Regions from separate parts of the Capra hircus genome. Here region 2 is linked to region 1. A link is a contact called in public Hi-C data. All regions are on one chromosome and are shown on one strand. Each heading gives the region's core, a stretch centred on a gene start, on an enhancer-like site or on the middle of the called end of the contact. The rest is flanking DNA. Distances are from core to core; before and after follow the strand shown.

The links. Hi-C and Micro-C count contacts between places; a contact is called where the count stands out from the background.
Region 2: a Hi-C map of blood shows a contact between it and region 1, with 2.9 times the contacts expected there. The contact joins two enhancer-like sites. A contact is called at or near these places in 2 of 5 Hi-C or Micro-C datasets (both in blood).

What each region holds. Positions count from the first base shown.
Region 1 is chr4:114,762,265-114,768,499 of ARS1.2, forward strand. The region is part of intron 7 of C4H7orf72; the gene reads left to right. Among named protein-coding and RNA genes, the nearest start is that of C4H7orf72, 56 kb to the left of the region's middle. Within about 2 kb of position 2,842, at least 1 of the 5 cell types and tissues checked has an H3K27ac peak or open chromatin away from gene starts, as enhancers often do.
Region 2 is chr4:115,014,037-115,020,271 of ARS1.2, forward strand. No RefSeq gene overlaps it. Among named protein-coding and RNA genes, the nearest start is that of FIGNL1, 42 kb to the right of the region's middle. Within about 2 kb of position 2,830, at least 1 of the 5 cell types and tissues checked has an H3K27ac peak or open chromatin away from gene starts, as enhancers often do.

The DNA of each region.
Region 1 (6,235 bases), core at 1,592-4,091:
GGTCATCAGGAAGATCCCCTGGAGAACTGAACGGCTACTAACTCCAGTATTCTTGCCTGGAGAATTCCATGGACAGAGGAACCTGGCGGGCTACGGTCCATGGTGTCACAAAGAGTCGGACATGACTGAGCAACTAACACTTTCATTCACTGTAACTTGTTAACACAGAAAAAGACTTTCCGTTTTTATTATGAGATATAGATACAAAATATTCAGTGTCCTATTTAAAATATAAAGCAAAATAACAAGGAAATGCCTGTGTCCCAGGCCTAGCCAAGGAAACAGTATTTTATTCACATCTTTTACGCTGCCTGTATCCCCCTGATGACCTCGTCTCCTGAGTTTCCTTCCCCAGCCCAGAAGTCATTACATCAGTCTTTGTGCTCATCCTCTGCTTGCTCTGCTTGGTAGCTTTGCTACATATACTTGAATCTCTAAACAAAATACTGTGTTGTTTCTGCAGTACCACACTGAGCCAAGTACAGAGATGCATGCAACGTGATGTCATCTGCATGAGGTCCAAAACCCAGAACACAGAATCGCACTTTGTGCCCAATAGAGTACCATCCTGCTCGAAAGCAAAGATGACTCTTCCTTGGTTTTCTCACCTTAAACTTTCCTAAAGGGAAACGTCTGAATGAGATCATCTTTAAGGATTTCCTCATAACCCATGACACTTAGGCCAGGAACACTGCCTGCCCCCGCCCTTTCAGTGGAAGCCGCATTTCAGACAGAGTCAAGGCTACAGACTCTTGGGTTCAGTGGTTGGAATCACCAGTTTTCCCGAAAGATGAATGCTTTCAAATATTCCTTATTCGTTGATTTTGTATTCTGGGCACCAAATCATTTGACATGCCCTGTGTATTGGTGGTGATTATGCTAATAGTTTTAAAATTAACTTTTAAAATTCTAGAACCGAATCTGATCGTTATAGAAAACAGAAAAAATTAACAGTAATAAAAATAAACTGTCGCATAAAAACATAGCTGTTATGAAGATTTCGGCATATTTCCGTCCGTCATCTGCATCCTCCGTCTTCCTTGTGTTTATATAGCTGTGATCGTGCTGCAAATGCGATTTTTACTGCATTCACTTCATCGCATCATCTTGGGCACATGTTATTATGAACTCATCATAATATTTTATTTGTGTAGATCGTAATTTTTTTATTTTTATAGATGTACTGTCTTTGACTTTCAGGGAGCTTCCCTGGTAGCTCAGCCAGTGAAGAATCTGCCTGCAGTGCTGGAGACTCCAGTTTGATTCCTGAGTCAGGAAGATCCCCTTGAAAAGGGATAGGCTACCCTCTCCAGTATTCTTGGGCTTTGCTAGTGGTTCAGATGGTAAAGAATCCTCCTGCAATGTGGGAGAGCTCGGTTCGATCCCTGGGTTGGGAAGATCCCCAGGAGGAGGGCATGGCAACCCACTCCAGTATTCTTGCCTGGACAATCCCAAAGGACATAGGCGCTTTACAGGCTATAGTCCATGGGGTCTCAAAGAGTCGGACATGACTGAGCAACTAAGCACAGCCCACGCAGCACTGTCATTGACTAGCGCATTTAGGTTACATATGTAAATGTTTTCTGTAAACATTTCTGTAAACATAGTAAAAACTATGATAAATAATGTTGTCAAATACTTTTTAAGTGAATCTTTTTCATAACTTGGAGTTATTTACTAAAGGGAGACTTCTTGCAATGGACTATGAGGTCAAAATATATCAACATATTTGCAGTGGAACCAAAGTTTACGCCCTGTGTGTGTACTCACACCTTAGTGCTAGCATTTAAGCTCACCAGATAGCACCTTCTTTTCCTTCCAAATGTGTTTATTATAAAAATAATTCAATTATATTTGTAAAAAGTAAATTAGCTCTTTCTTTCATTCTCAGTCTCAGTATTGAAAGTTGATACGTACTTTAGACTTTGCTGCGAGGCCTGCATGAATGTCTGTGTGTAGGCTGCTACACATCATTGTGTGTGCAGGTGGGGAGGTGTGGGGACGTGTAAGACTGACAGGTGCAGTGGACATTTTCCTCAGCAGTGGGCAGGGCTGTGGAAATCCTTTTTAATGGCTGTGTGATACTCCACTGCAAGGTATAGTTTACGTGGACCAAGTAGTTATTGAAATTTTTTCTGCTGTTAAAAAGTACAGCAACAAACACCCTCCACATTATCTTTGCACAGTCATGTGTATGTTTCTTTTAGAACAAATCCCTGAAAGCAGAATTCTTGCATGAGTTTTGCATTAAAATATTTTTTGATTTGGTAAGCATGACCTATTTTTAAAGGATATTCAGAGTTAAGGAATTCAAGACAGTAATTCAGTCTCCACTGAAGTTCCTAACTTCAAACTTGAGCCTCCTTTGGGAACTAGAATCCATAGTATCCACTAGATTCAACAGGAGTTCTGGAAGTTCAGGGAACTGAGTAGGAATTAAAAAAACAAGAAAGATACAAAGTCACTCCTCACTTATAATCTGTGTCAAGCAAGCAAGGGAAACATAAGGAACCCCCAATTTTTTCCAAATCTGTTCTTTATCTTTCTCCCGAATACTAGAGCCATATTCTTCGCAAGAGCGTAATGAACAGGGTGGAAGAGAAGATTTTTTCTGTTAGTACCTATCTTGTGGTTCCACGTGGTTTCAAAACAGCAGATGCGTGCCAAGTCAGGATCCCAAAGCATAGGACCTTGCCCTTTCCTAAGAAAAGGGAATGCGCTTTCTTCTGAAAGGGACCACACGGGCTCTGGCGTGTGTGCATCTCGGCTGGCCCAGCCCCTCCCTTGTCTCACCAAGGAGGACAGGAGGGGGCACACCCAGGTGACAAAGCAGAGCCCGCGCCCTCTGACCCACACCCAACCCCACCACGCCCGGTGCTTTCCAGACCACCGTTTCCCAAGCCAGCTTGGTGCTTCCACCGTGCTGCCTTCCACTCAACCTTGATCTTTTATTTCAGGACTTCACCCAGTTTCACATTCGCTGTGCCTTGACCTCAGGCATCTCTCTGATGAAGCATTTGCAAATGATACGTAACTGTCCAAAGTGATCCCAAGGCGGCCATGGGCCAAGTCCTGAGCCGGCAGAGGGGACCGCCCTGCCCTCCTGGGTGTGCTGCACCTTTAACAAAATCTTAACCACAGCCCAGCTTCAGGCCAGGCTATGAATAGCAGTTCCTTACATTGGCCCACACTTCTGCCTTTTCAGAGAACTTTCACATCGACTCTCTCATTTGTTTTTCAAAGTAGTGTGATGAGGCCAAAGGTGGGGGAACAGGCTCTCTCCCCACTTTACAGATGAGGAGGCTGAGGCAGAGTAAATGATTAAAGAGCCCCAGACACTCATTTTGTGAGCAGTTAAGAGAACAGAGCTCCCACTCCCCTGGGCCACCTGCGGCCAGTGAATGCTTCCTGGGGCCCCAGCCCTGCTCTGATCGGAGCTGTTGGCTCATTTCTGTGTCCCGTTTTGGATGGAAGAGGTAACGTTTCCCTGAGAACAGAGGGAGAAAAGCATGTCCTGTAGAACACGATGATGCTAAGAGTGAAACTAATTCCTGAGCAGATCCTGGGGCCACAGTATCTCATCATATTCAGGGACCCACAGCCCAGTGACCGGAAGCACGCTGGTGCTATTTGGACTTCTCAGCTGCTCCCTCAGCCTTCCCTCCCCTTTCCCCACCTTCCCAGGCCTGCTTCCTACTGTTGCACTAGGCCAACACTTTGCCCAGGTACCCTGGCCCCACATTCCCTGCAAGGGAACTGTGAATGTCCTCACCCCGACTTGGGCAGAGGTGGTCCCCAAAGACCCGTCCAGGGTCACAGGGCAGGGGTGCCACCCTGGAGGCAGATGCCAGCCCCCAGCACACTCAGCGCAAGCATCTGGCTACATCCCTCTCTGGTGCCCTGCTCCTAGTTTGCATCAGTCGTCTTTGCCCCACTTAGGTTCTGTGAACCTCTAGTTGTGCATTTACAGAATTTCCTCCTTAATGTGAAAGCGATCAGGAGCCTAGCCTGTTTGAGTCCTGACATAGCATGCTGCTGCTGCTGCTGCTGCTGCTGCTAAGTCACTTCAGTCGTGTCCGACTCTGTGCGACCCCAGAGACAGCAGCCCACCAGGCTCCCCCATCCCTGGGATTCTCCAGCCAAGAACACTGGAGTGGGTTGCCATTTCTTTCTCCAATGCATGAAAGTGAAAAGGGAAAGTGAAATCGCTCAGTCGTGTCCGACTCTTCGCGACCCCATGGACTGCAGCCTATCAGGCTCCTCCATCCATGGGATCTTCCAGGCAAGAGTACTGGAGTGGAATGCTGTTGTCTTCTCTGCCTGACATAGCATAGCTCTTGGTAAACAAGGGTCCAGATGACTTGAACTTGCACTACCCTTAACACAGAACAGATGCAGCTCAGCTGGGAGCCTGGGTTTCAGGGCCTTCCGGGACCACTCGGTTCCACCACCTGCCAGCCTTGTTGTCTCTGGGCACATGGCTTAGACTTGTGCTCAAGCCTCAGTGCCCACATCTCTACCATGGCATGGTCCCAGGACCAAGGACATGGAGTGTTGTGAGATTAAATAAAGCAGCCCACGTAAGTGTCACAAAGGGTATGGGCTCCTGAGGATTAGTCGGGTCTGTGTTACAGAGAGCCTGTTCATGCTGGAATTCTCATCCACGTATGCATGACTTATAATCTACGCATAACTTGGTTTTCTCCATATTTGCCTTATTTTTCTATTTGTCTTTTAATTATATGCCATCTGGGCCCCTTTTTTTTCTAACTGATTTACTAAAGTTCCTTATATTTTTCAAGTTATTTAATTTCTATTTTATTATGCTTTGTTGAGAAAAACCACTTAGTTATAAACTTAGGCAGTAATTTACTCAGTTACCCATAGCAGACCAACCCTAGGCTTATTTTGGGAATCGGGTGCCAAAGAAGGTGTTCAGAAGACTAGCAACTATGGAGCAAAGACAGACATGAAGACCGCTTATTTTTAAATGGGTTCCTGCTTCCCTTAGCTTCCCTTAAGTGAGGGAATGGGTCTGATCTTGCAGCTGACTTGGAAGTTCTCTCGGAGCTTGTACTTTTCAGTGTCTTTCATCTGAAAAACCTTACTTATCCCCATCAGCCATGGGTCTATAGAGCATCCCCCAGAATCTGCTCTCCTCTAGTCTTGTTGCTTAAGATGGAAAAAAGTTCCCCTTTGTTGTCCCTGAAAAAGGGTTAAATGGAATAGATTCTAGAAGCAGCGTGGGTGAGGACTTTCGTTTTCAAATATGTGGCAGTTTATTATGCAACTGCATTCATTTCTCAAGCCCAAGCAGCTTATCATTAATTCAGTCCTCTAGTTCATGTTTGTTATTTTTAGATATGATGTAATATAATATCATTATTATAACATGACGTAGAATACTGTTTAACATCAGTAACCTGTCTGGCACAGGTCAAGCACCAATAGTTGGATGGTGTTTTAGATCCAGCCCTTGTCGAGCTTCCATCTTGGCTTCTTACTGCTCTGATGGAAGGCTGTGACCTTAGAGGCATTTTCATTCTGCAGGTGTTTTAGAGGCAGTGGAAAAAAACTCTCACTCAGAGGAAGGGGGTTTCCTTTGTAACATGCATGGAACCTTTGATGAATTCGGGGAGAGATATAACATATGAATGACTTCGCCCCACTTTTTGCTCCCACTCTGACATACAGCTGCAATTCTAGGAGAAGATTCCAAGAAATCCTGAAGGGTCCTGCCTAGAATTTGGCAGCAGTGGTTCATTCACCCAGGTCCCTCCAACAAACCTGAAACCTAAAACACAGATTCCTAACTTGACTGCCCATGAGAGTTATCTGGAGAGAGAAAGAAAAAAAACAATTTCCAGCTCACAGCACTTACCAATTAAATTAGCATGTCTGGTGGGTGGGAGTCAGGCGTTGGTACCTTTGAAAAATCCCCGAGTTGTCAGGCACAGCCGCGTCGGGAAACCACTGTCTCTACCTCTCTCCAGCTGCCTGTCCCAGACCAACTGCATTCTTCACTGCCAGGCTGCTGTTTCATCCATTTCTTATTTTTTTGAAATCTTGTACTATGACTACAATTAGTTGAGCACCTACTAAGTGCTAAAGACTTGCCAGCTGCTTTTACCTTCACTGAATCCCTCTGACCCCAAGGGCCCTGGGAGGCCACGTGCACTCTTGACTGCAGCCGCCCAGGGCTTTCCCCACTTAATCTCACAGCTGGTGGAGGGGT
Region 2 (6,235 bases), core at 1,580-4,079, 250 kb after region 1:
TAAGGAACAGGATTGCTTGGCTGTTGCCAAAAGTCTCGTTTTTCCATATGGCCAGCCTCTCAACTCCAAATCCTGAGCAGGGCTCGAAACAGACATCTAGGAGCTGGGCAATCAGTACAAGACTTGGAAGAAGTGCTCAGACCACCAAGGCAGGGGTCCCCCGTTGCTCAGAAGCCCAGGCATCACTCTGAACCCTGCTGGTCTTTTTCTACTCCGGAACCCAGAGAGCAGCCCAGCACAGCTGCCAGGCAGGCCTGGAGCTCAGGTGCTGCCTACACAGCCTGGATCTTCCCTGCCTTCCCCAAGAGCCTGGCCCTTGCTGCCTGTGACCGGGGTGGGGCGGGTGGAGATGGAGCCGCTCAGCTCCTAGAATAGAACTTTTGCCTCATGGCCAGGCTCCCGTCCTCCCATTGGCCTCTCCCAGCATTAACCCAAACTCCCAGTTCCCAGCTCAAGACCGCCTCCAGATTCCCTTACCCACACCGCCTTCCCCAGGCCCTGGGGCATCCAGAAATCCCCCATGACCCTGGTTCTCAAATGCAGCTCAGAATCACCTGGCTGGTTCTCAGAAATGGAGTTTCCAAAGGCCCACTCCTGACCTTTCTGGAGCAGGAGGTCTGCGTGGGGTCCACCTGCCTCCAATGGGGCCAGTTCCTCGAGTCCAGACAAGCTGACCCCACCCACCTGGCCCCCATCAAGGCAGACACAGCCTTAACCCTCTCCTCCAACCCAGCCACCTCCCTCTCTCCTCCAGCCTAGCCACCTCCCTCTGTTTTGACAGAGGAAGAACTTAATAATTGATTATTAGTGAAGTGAGTAATTATTCAAAATTAATAATGTCTCTCTCTTCCCCTCTTAAATTTAAAACAACCCGTGCACGTGTGCTAACTCGCTTCAGTCAGGTCCGACTCTGTGATCTTATGGACTGCCGCCCGGCAGGCTCCTCTGTCCATGGGATTCTCCAGGCAAGAATACTGGAGTGGGTTTGCCTGACGAGAAAAGTCAGAGAGGGGAAAACCAAAATACTAGCTGTGCTACCTGTGAAACCTAGATTAGAGGAACCAGCTTCAGTGCCTGACCACTGTGGACTTGCTGAGTCCAGGCAGACTTGCCCAGCCGGATGCAGGTAGGATTTAAACTCAGGCACCGCTTGAGGAGGCTGAGCCCTCGCCCTGCAAGAAAGGGGAGGGGGAGCGGAACCCTCATCCTGCAGGCAGCAGAGCCCAGGAAAGCAAGAGAAAGCAGGCTCAGTGCCTGCAGCCAGAGGAGCGTGAGGAGGAGAGAAGCAGGTGCAGGGGAGCCCCCGGAGGCAGAGAAGAGAGTGGCGTAATGAGAAGCCGGCGAGCAAGGAGAGGAGCAGGCAGGAGGCCTGCAAGGGGGGAAGGCATAACCTACCAGCAGCGGGGCTGCAGAGGGTTTGACTCTCTCTCCCTGGGGTGTGGTCTCCAGGAGCAGGGTTGTTTTTATTCCTGCCATATCTTCAGTGTCAAGAAGAGTTACCTGGCACATAGTAGGTGCTTGGTATGGTCTGAATGCGTCTCTCCAGAAATCATATGTGGAAATCCTGCCTCCCAAAGGTATTTGGAGGTGGCCGTTTGGCAGGTGACCAAGTCATCAGGATGGAGTCCTCGTGGTGGGATTGCTACGTACTAAGTCACTTCAGTCGTGTCCGACTCTTCAAAACCCCATGGACTGTAACCCGCCAGACCCCTCTATCCACGGGATTCTCCAGGCAAGAATACTGGAGTCTGTTCCCACGCCCTCCTCCAGGGCATCTTCCCAATCCGGGGATGGAACCCGCATCTCTTCCCACTAGCGCCACCTGCTGGGATTGGTGTCCTAATAAAGAGGCTTTAAGGGGCTCCCTCACCCTTGTCTCCTGTGAGGACAGCGAGAAACCCACCACCGGGAGTGGGGCCTCACCTGGCCCTGACTGCAAGACTTCCAGCTTCCGGAACTGCGGGAAATGAACTTCGTTGTTCACAAGCCGCCCGGTGTCTGGCAATTTGTGACAGCAACCAACAGACTGAGGTGCGGGTCCGTAAGCACGGACGCGTGTGATTGTCTCCTGAAGATGACTGAGGTGACTGCACGCGGAGCACTTGTGAGGTGCTGGCCCCAGGCCTCAGGTCCGGTGTGTGCGCGGTTAGTGGGGGGCAGGGGCAGCGTGGGCTGCGCAGGGGGACTGAGCGGGGGAGCTGGGGAGGCACTGGGTCACGAGAATGGGTCAGCTGTGAAGACAGGTCACAGTCTGAGAGTCAGGTGGTCTAGAGCGAGAAAGCAGGATGGACCCAGGAGGCGCCCGAGGGCAGAGCGAGCTGGGAGGGCGGCCGAGCTCTGTTCCCACGGAGACGAGGGCGATGGTCCCAGACAGGAGGGGAGCCCGGCGCCCAGGCCCCCTCCACGAAGGAGAGGCCGAGCAGCAGGCCCAGCACAGCAGCTGAGACCAGGAGCGGGCTGTGAAGAAGCTGCCAGCTGAGCACCCGGACACAGGCCGTGACAGTTGGCGGGGGGCCCGGGGAGGGAGATGCCGGAGGCAGGGATGGGCTGGGGACCCCTGAGGCTGATGCTGGCAGGAAGGAAATGGGGAACTTGGTACAGCCTGGACCTCAGGCCTCAGCTGGGACCAGATGCTTCTAAACATGCCAAGTTCTGGGCTGTATTTTCCTAAGGAGGAAGGTGAAAACCTCAGTGTGAAGTCCCCTCACTTTTTCCGCTTTTTGGGGAAGCCAAGGACAGGAACAAGGCATAATCCCTGTGTGCTGTCTCCTCTGGGCCCCCACCCCGCTCCCCCAGCATGGGCTGCCCGCGCCCCCTCCCTGGCAGCGGGCTGCTGCGCCAGCCCAGCAGGTGGGCTGTGGCTACGGGGATTGCAGGGCGGGAAGCAGATGTGGCCCCCGCAGTCCCCAGGCACAACTGGAGGCTGGCTGCCTGGGGAGGAGATTTGCATAATAAGGATAATTTGGTACCAAAGCTGTCCCCTGAAGTGAACTGCCTGGATCTCGGTGCAGTTAACAAATTTCACTTCTTCTTTCCCATGTTTTGTCAGACCAACTAGATGTGACGTTCAGTGTGTGAATTGTCCAAAGATACCTTCTTTCTCCCTGCATGATTCCGGCCTCCCTCCCTCTGCTCTGCCTGATCCGGGGCCTCCCGTGCCCAATCCCAGGGTCTCTGGCCCCCAAAGGCAGCGCAGCAGTGCCTGCCCCACTCAAAGCCTTGCTCCCTCTCAGAGGGACCCCACGGTGGGACTCCAGGCCTCCGAGCACCTTGCCTCTGCTCCCCGCACCTGCCTCTGTGTCCCCGTCAGCTTCCTCCCTCCTGCTTCCTGTGGGCAAGGGCGGACCGAAGCCCCGCAGTGAGGAGGGCATGTGGTCTCGGCCCTCGGCTTGATTCCCCTTTCAGGGCCCTCCTCCCCCTGGGCACTACCCTTCAGAAAACCCGTGTGGCTCCCCTGCCCATACCCAGGTCCCACTCCTTTAAGTATCACGATTCTTTGAAGCTGCCTTTAAACCATCCTACAAGAAAACACTCATACGTGTTACTGTTCAAAAATAAAATAGGTGCAGTGCATTCTGGGGGGGCTCCCCTGGTGCCTCAGTGGTAAAGAAACCGCCTGCACGTAGGAGCTGCAGGGTCGATCCCTGGGTTGGGAAGGTCCCCTGAAGGAAGGCATGGCAACCCACCCTAGCATTCTTGCCTGGAGAATCCCATGGACAGGAGCCTGGCGGGCTACGGTCCATGGGGTCCAAAGAGTCAGACTCGAGGGTGACTGAACAGCCATGTGCTTGAGGGTCTGTGCCAACCCCAGGAGCCCTGGAGTCAGGGAGCCTAGTCTGGGGTCCAAGTCCACCCCTTGCAGATGTCATCTGGTCTGATCAGGACCTGATTCTCCGCATCACTCCAGGCGTCTAACCTTTGGCAGCCTGGCACCTAGGCTTCTGCATATGATGAGCCCACAGGCCCTGGAATGCTCCCCAAGCCGTGCCAGCTGCTGAGCTAGGCGTGTAACAAGGCTGAACCTTTGTTCTTAACTAATCTTTGGAGCTGTCTCAAGGCCAGATCTCCAGGCTTCCGAGCTAAGTCTGTCTCAGGCCTCACATGGTGCTCTGTTAAGTGGCTGCCTCCTCCATTGGACTATGAGGCAGAGGTCTTGCCTCATCATCCCCAAACTTCACTCCCCAGAGGGCACATGGCACAGGGCACACTTGTCCCCTGCTCCTTGAGGTCTGTGAAGTCTTATCCCACCAAGATGATGGCCTGGACCCCCCCCCCCCCAGCCCAGGGCTCTTCCTCCTGAATCCGCCTCCCATTTTTCCACATGCTTCAGGGCCAACATCGTCTCCCCAGAGAAAGACAGGAGACAATGGGACACAGGCCTCAGGCTCCCGAGGTCTCCAGGAGGGCCCTCTCCTGTGGGCCCTGGCAGGGGCCCGCATCCAGGGGATAGGCTGGGCAGTCCTGGGGGACGCAGCCGATGGGGAGGAGGAGGGTTGAGACACTGGGTAGCCACGCTCCACCGGGCACAGCTAGTCTGGGCCAGAGGCAGAGAGGAGACAGGGGCCTGTTTACAGAACAATTAAAGCTGCAGAAAGCAGGGCAAGTGGAGGACAGGGAAACAAGCAAACCAAAGGGGTAAGGAGAGAAAATAGAAGCAAGCGTGGTGGCTTCCGATCCAACTGCATCGACCTTCATCTTAAACATCATTGGTCTAAACACACCACTTGAAACGCAGACGCTGTCAGAGTGGATCCACAGACAAGATCCAACTACACGTCGTCCATGAAGAAGTCACTTTAAATGTAAGACACGTGGGGCCTCCCCGGTAGGTCGGACGGTACAGAATCTGCCTGCACTGCAGCAGACACAGGAAATGTCGGTTCGATCCCTGGGTCAGGAAGATTTCCTGGAGAAGGAAATGGCAACCCACTCCAGTATTCTTGCCTGGGGAATTCCATGGACAGAGGAGCCTGACGGGCTACAGTCCATGGGGTTGCAAAGAGTGGGACACCACTCAGCGACTGGGCACACGTAGATTGAAGAGATGAAGGACACCCTTTGCTAACACCAGGCAGAAGGAAGCAGGAGTTGTCATAAGTTTAGACGCAGCAGCCTTCAGGGCCAGGGAGGCTGTCCAGGATAGGGGGGCTTTACCCGATGACAAAGGGGCCAGTTCTCCAGGACAACATAGCGATGCTTAACGTGCGTGTGCCTGACAGCAGAGCACCCAACCATGCCTAGAGCCACAGGAGAGACAGACAAGGCCACTCACCGTTGGACACGCCAGCCCCTTCCATCAGAGACAGATCCCGCAGACAGAAACCCAGGGAGGACAGACGTGAGCGGAAAGGCAGGAGGAGGCGTTTGGGTGAAGAAAGTTGGCCCAGGGAAATCTGGGCCAGAGGGACGGTGGGCACCAGCCCACCAGAGGCCTGAACCTGGAAACACGTCTGGGGATGGCCATGCTGTTAACAGACTTTATGTTTCTGGGCTCCAAAGTCACTGCAGATGGTGATGGCAGCCGTGAAATTAAAAGACGCTTGCTCCTTGGACGAAAGGCTATGACAAACCTAGAGGGCATATTAAAGAGCAGAGACGTTACTTTGCCGACAAAGGTTCATAGAGTCAAAGCTGTGGTTTTTTCCAATAGTCATGTACAGATGTGAGAGTTGGACCATAAAGAAGGCTGAGCATCAAAGAATTGATGCTTTTGAACTGTGGTGCTGGAGAAGACTCCTGAGAGTCCCTTGGAAGCAAAGAGATCAAACCAGTCAATCCTAAAGGAAATCAATCCTGAATATTCACTGGAAGGACTGATGCTGAAGCTGAAGCTCCAGTTCTTTGGCAATCTGATGGTAAGAGCTAGCTCACTGGAAAAGGCCCTGATGCTGGAAAGATTGGGGGCAGGAAGAGAAGAGGGTGACAGAGGATGAGATGCTTGGACACAATCACCGATTCAATGGACGTGAGTTTGAGCAAACTCCGGGAGATGTGAAGGACAGGGAAGCCTGTCATGCTGCAGTCCATGGGGTCACAAAGAGTCAGACACAACTGAACAACAATAATGCCATTGATTTTAGCTAGAGGGTCCCAGGAGAGCTTTGGGGATCTGCAGCTTCTGTGGTCCTGAGGGCCAGCCACCCGGGGGTCCAGCAGGACAAGCGGCATCCACACTGAGCTGGAGAATGGCCTTCTCAGCATCAAGGCTAAGCAAGGGCCTTGGGGGAGAAGCAGG